2 separate regions of the Mus musculus genome follow, and region 1 is linked to region 2. The links are chromatin contacts, called in public HiChIP or PLAC-seq maps. All regions are on one chromosome and are shown on one strand. The core of a region is the stretch at or near the end of the contact, and the rest is flanking DNA. Distances in the headings are between cores, read along the strand shown. Region 1 has its middle 40 kb from the start of Gm32334. Region 2 has its middle 26 kb from the start of Nenf.

Region 1 (2,700 bases), core at 16-2,515, 230 kb before region 2:
ATTTTCAAATATTGTACAAGAAGCAGCACAGATAAGTAAGCCAAGGGGAGGAGCCAGATGACGTGAGCATGCAGCTGTGGAGGTGACTCTCACATAACAGCCCCAGAATGGAGAATGCAAACACACCAGAAGCCTTGCTGAGTTTGAGAAACAAGAAACTGGAGTTTAGGGAAACCAGGTCATCTGGAAATTTCTAGATAAAATGCCAAAAAGGAGAAAGAGCCCCGTATAACACATTGCATATGGCTGAGTGCCAGGCTGTGTATGCACAGGGTAAAAACTCCACACACAGCCAGAGAGCAACCACCGAAGAAACAACACTGAAAACAATCTGAAAAACCTTAGAACCCAACTCTGGCTGGAAACATTAAAGTTCTGGCTCGCCAGAATAGAGAGACCTTGTGATAGATGGTGTCTTTCTTCCAGAGGAGGCTCAGCACTGCCAACTTCACATACTCTTCCACAGTCTGCTCTCCCACATTAAAGGCAAAGTTGAATTCCATTCTCTTTTAACCACAGTTATCATGGCTTTCACCAACTGAGTGCATAGCTATGCAGTGTTGGCTTTGAGGCTAGACTGGAAAAAGCAGTGACACTTCCAGACACCCAAAGCTACACTGCTTCTCCCTTACCTGCCACCGGGGCTGACGTGGATGGTCTCTGAGGATCCTGAAAGAGCTCCTTGGGAGAGCAGGAGGAGGAGACAGCCGCAAATGGGATTAAGTCTCAAGTGGACTGATGCTGGTTATAACCCATTTCAAGATGACCCTGGAAGGCAGGGTGAGGGACATCTGAGGCACCATGTGCCTATCATTCATTGACAAGGAAAGAGAAATCACAGGGAGTTAAAGAAGCAGAAGCCAAGGAGATGGTTCAGAGGTTAAGAGCACTGACTGTGGCTTCCCTTTCAGAGGATCCAGGTTCTGTTCCCAGCGCTTACACAATGATGCACACTTGCCTGTAACTCCAGTTCCTGTAAACCCATTGTCCTCTTCTGGTCTCTGTGGGCTCTTGCATTTATGTGGTACACATAAACTCATACAGACAAACACACATACACATAAATATTTTTTAAAGGAGAAATTCACAGATAGGATCAAGGAGTTGGCAGAGAGATTAGAAAGTCAGAAGTCAGGGTGTCTGCAGGAAGGGCATAAATGCATAGTTATGAAGTACAGACATTTCTGTGATATCTACTAGGAAGCGTTGCCATGGCACCAAGCAGGCAGGATGAATTAGCAGTTGGTGTCTGGGCTGACTCACTGGTCACTGCAGTGCTGGCTCTCACTCAGAAGCACTCATCCAGCAGTCACAGCTCGCCAGATGCAGACACTCTTGTGTTCGTGTGTGTGTGTGTGTGTGTGTGTGTGTGTGTGTGTGTGTGTAACCAGGGGAGGGGGTGTGGGGGTGTTTTGTTTGTTTTCATTTTCTACACAGGGTTTCTTGTGTAGCTCTGACTGTCCTGGAGTTAGCTCTGTAGACCAGGCTGACCTCAAACTCAGAGATCCACCTGCCTCTGCCTCATAAGTGCTGGGATTAAAGGTGTGTGTCACCACTGCCTAGCCAGAAACAGGCAGCCTTAACCAACAGTACCCAGGATAGTACCAGCCCTTTCAAAAGAAAGCCAACCACTAGGCTTGTTTTAAGGGCAGGGTAGGAAGTGAGATGGTTTTCCTGTGTATCCCAGGCTGTCATGGAATTAGCTCTGTGCTCTGTAGACCAGGATGACATTGAACTCAGAGATCCACCAGCCTTTGCCTCCCAAGTCCTGGGATTAAACATGAGTGCCATTATGCCCTGCTAACAATAGGGTTTTCTTTTGTTTTGTTTTTTTTTTTTTGTTTTTTTTTTTTGTTTTGTTTTTTTTGTTTTTCAAGACAGGATTTCTCTGTACAGCTCTGGCTGTCCTGGAACTCACTTTGTAGACCAGGCTGGCCTCGAACTCAGAAATCTGCCTGCCTCTGCCTCCTGAGTGCTGGGATTAAAGGCGTGCACCACCACGCCCGGCTGGTACAATAGGGTTTTCAACTCTGGAAAAATAACTTTACCTGGTCTGAAATTAAAGCCTAATTTGCATGTATTTGTTATGGTTCATGGACTTATGGGTTAAGTGCAAAATTATAAAACTTTCAGAAAAAAGGTACAAGAGAAAAACCTCTGGGTTCTGGGGATAAAGAAAAGACACCAAAAGATGAGGCATGAATGGAAAATCCAATGAATGTAAACTGTTAAGCTGAGACAGCTCATCTGTATAAAGGGTGCAAAGACAATCTACGGGGCTAGGAGATGGCTCGGGGGTAATGTGCTTGCCGTGCAAGCTTAAGGGCCTGAGTTCAGATCCCAACACCCTCTTCAAAAGCAAGGTGTAGTGGCATCCACCTGTAATCCCAGCACTGGGGAAGGTAGAGACAGCAGGATCTCAGAGCTTATTGCCCAGCCTCTAGACCCTCAGTGAGTTCCAGGTTCAGTGAGAAACCTGTCTCCAAATGAGAAAAGGGATAAAGAAAGACACCTGACATCGGTTTCTGGCTTCCACATTCATGTGTGTGAATACTAAACCACAGAGAGAGAGAGACAGAGACAGAGAGACAGAGAGACAGAGAGACAGAGAGACAGACAGAGACAGAGAAAGACAGAGAGAGACAAAGACACACAGAAACAGAGACAGATAGAAACAGAGAGACAGAAAAAGGCTACAAC
Region 2 (2,935 bases), core at 190-2,689:
CTTCCTCCACTCTTACATTGTCCAGGGCCCTGCCTACTGTGCCTAGTGTTGCCACAGTAGGTCGGTCTTTCCACCGCCATTAAGGTAATCAAGACAGTCCCACCACCACCAAGGCCAATCTGATCTAAAGAATCTTTCACTGAGACTGTTGCCAGTCTAGTCTACCTTGTATCATTTGTACAATTAAAAAGTATCACAGGTATCAGAGATAGCTTAGCAGTTAAAGGCTAGGCTCACAACTTGAACACTAGCCACCATAGGGGCTGAGAGATAGCTCAGCCTTTAAAGGCTAGGCTCACAATTGAAACACTAGCTACCACACTGTCTTAGTTAGGGTTTTATTGCTATGAACAGACACCATGACCAAGGCAAGTCTTATAAAAAAACATTTAATTGGGACTGGCTTACAAGTTCAGGGGTTCAGTCCATCATCATCAAGGTGGGAGCAGGGCAGTATCCAGGCTGGCATGGTCCAGGCAGAGCTGAGAGTTCTACATCTTCATCCAAAGGCTGCTAGTGGAAGACTGACTTCCAGGCAACTAGAGTGAGAGTCTTAAGCCCGTACCCACAGTGACACACCTACTCCAACCAGGTCACACCTATTCCAACAAGGCCACACCTCCAAATGGTGCCACTCCCTGGCCCAAGAATATACAAACCATCACACACCCTGTCCATCACACACCCTGTCCACACACCCTGTCCATCACACACCCTGTCCATCACACACCCTGTCCATCACACACCCTGTGCCTTGCTGTTCTTTCTGATCTCATTTTGTGTGAACACTAACATCCTCCCTACAGTGCTGCTCTGAGGATGATGTCAGACCATGTATGTGAAGGGAAATGTGGAGCTTGCATGGGATGTTGTATCCATCAGCAGCTCACAGCAGAGCTGGACCACACAACGTGGTTAGAGTTGTCACTGGTGGCAGTCACCTGCGGCAACCTGCTTTATATTTCTGGTTAAAATTTCCTCATACATAAAATGGGACTGTCATATGGTGCCCAGTGGGGAATGACGTAGAGTTGCGCTTGCCCTTGGTGCCCTGCCCCCTCTGCACTTGGCCTTGAAAAGGACTATGTGAGCAACTGATTATATTCCTTCTGGAATGGTGAGCTGTGTCTCCTCTGTGTTGGAGACACCAGGTGTGATGAAGAATTTGGAGCAAAGGACCCCAGCCACACTCAGCTTCCACCTGTCTACCTCTTCTCTGAAGTCCCCAACCCTGATTCTTGATCTAATTACCTCTGTCCCCAGAGCTGTCCTACAACCTCCTTGGTCATCTGTCAGCCACTTGGGACAGAGGCAGAGAGCCACTTATTCCTCCTAGGAGGGGCTGCTCTGCCCTGGGAGGGGGATACCCCACGCATCACTTAAGGGCTGACTGCCCAGCTCCAGGCAAGTGTATTCGAGTGCCAATGCCAGGCAGGCTCAGATGAATCACCTCCCGTTCCATGTGGTCACCCTGGCTGGCAACAGAGGCCCTGTGTGCTTCTCTGTGTGGTTTCTTTCCATTCCGTGAGTCAGAAGGCACCAGTCACTGGCCATGTGATGCCGTAGTCTCCTGCCAAGGAACAGTGGCAAAGAATTTCTGGAAAACCCTGGAAGGACAAGGGAGGGCAGATGTGGTTGCCAGAAACAGGCCTGAGCTGAGAGGGCTGGATGCAATCTTGTGAGATTAGCATGGGGAAAGGGGCTCTGGTCTCATGAGGCCAAAGGCCCCTATAGTAGCAGCAGCTGCTGGGTGTAGGGCCAAACCTGGTTTCCCTGTGGTGGAATAACATGATCATTTGGTCTAATTATAAGCAGAAAGCTTTTTGTAATGTAAAAAATCTTGGTCATTTAAGAACTATAAAAAGGAAGAACTGCCCCTAGCAGACACTTTTTATTTATTAATTTCTTTAGTGTTGGCCTTTATAAAAAAAGGATGAAGAAGTAAAAGGAGGAGGAAGAGGAAGAGGAGGAGGAGGAGGAAAAAGAGGAGGAGGAGGAGGAGAGGAGGGGGAGGAGGAAGAGGAGGAGAGGAGGGGGAGGAGGAGAGGAGGGGGAGGGGAGGAAGAGGATGAGGAAGAGGAGGAGAGGAGGGGGAGGAGGAGAGGAGGGGGAGGGAAGGAAGAGGATGAGGAAGAGGAAGAGGAAGAAGAAGATCATTAGACTGTTCTGTCCTGGAACTCACTATGTAGACCAGGCTGGCCTCAAACTCACAGAGATCTGCCTACCTCTGCTCCTGAGTGCTAGGATTAAAAACATGGGCCACTATACCTGGCTGACTTATTATTTCTTTAATTATGTGTATGTGTAGGGGTATGTGCACATGTGTGCAGGTGATTGCAGAAGCCAGGAGCATCAGACACCCTAGAAAACTGGTTACAGTTGGCTGTGAGCCACCTGCCATGGGTGCTGGGAATGGATCTGTCCTCTTCAAGAGCGAGATGGTTCTGGCTGACAAGCCAGCTCCCCAGCCTCTAGTTTTCTGGCTTTTTGCTACTCACTGTGTAGCCAGGCTGGTTTCAAAGCTACTATGTAGCTCGAGCTGGCCTCTGGTTATGGAGTGCTGGGATTACAGACCTGCACCACCACAGACACTGTTCCAGCTTGCCAAGATGTTTCCTGTACATACATAGTGCCACCTGCCTGCCCCTGGCCTGTCATACTGCTGGACACTGCCCAAGTCTGGTCTTGATATTACCTGATGCCTGGGATACTGCGACTCTAGGTCCCTAGGATGGCAGTCAGCACAGAGTCAGCGGCCTCCCTTCTTGTGCTCCCTGGCCCCTGAAGGTGTCTTTTTTTTTTTTTTTTAAGATTTATTTATTTATTATATGTAAGTACACTGTAGCTGTCTTCAGACACACCAGAAGAGGACGTCAGATCTTGTTACGGATGGTTGTGAGCCACCATGTGGTTGCTGGGACTTGAACACTGGACC

The links. HiChIP or PLAC-seq counts read pairs in DNA pulled down with a chosen protein or histone mark.
Region 1: an HNF4G HiChIP or PLAC-seq map of pancreatic cancer cells shows a contact between it and region 2. The contact joins two enhancer-like sites. A contact is called at or near these places in 10 of 484 Hi-C or Micro-C datasets (CD4 T cells, embryonic stem cells, nephron progenitors and 1 more) and 2 of 115 datasets of contacts at active chromatin or transcription factors (pancreatic cancer cells and stem cell-derived neural progenitor cells).

What each region holds. Positions count from the first base shown.
Region 1 is chr1:191,525,841-191,528,540 of GRCm38.p6, reverse strand. No RefSeq gene overlaps it. Among named protein-coding and RNA genes, the nearest start is that of Gm32334, 40 kb to the right of the region's middle. Within about 2 kb of position 1,265, at least 67 of the 459 cell types and tissues checked have an H3K27ac peak or open chromatin away from gene starts, as enhancers often do. A contact at or near this core is called in pancreatic cancer cells, where this site is marked.
Region 2 is chr1:191,291,130-191,294,064 of GRCm38.p6, reverse strand. No RefSeq gene overlaps it. Among named protein-coding and RNA genes, the nearest start is that of Nenf, 26 kb to the left of the region's middle. Within about 2 kb of position 1,439, at least 132 of the 459 cell types and tissues checked have an H3K27ac peak or open chromatin away from gene starts, as enhancers often do. A contact at or near this core is called in pancreatic cancer cells, where this site is marked.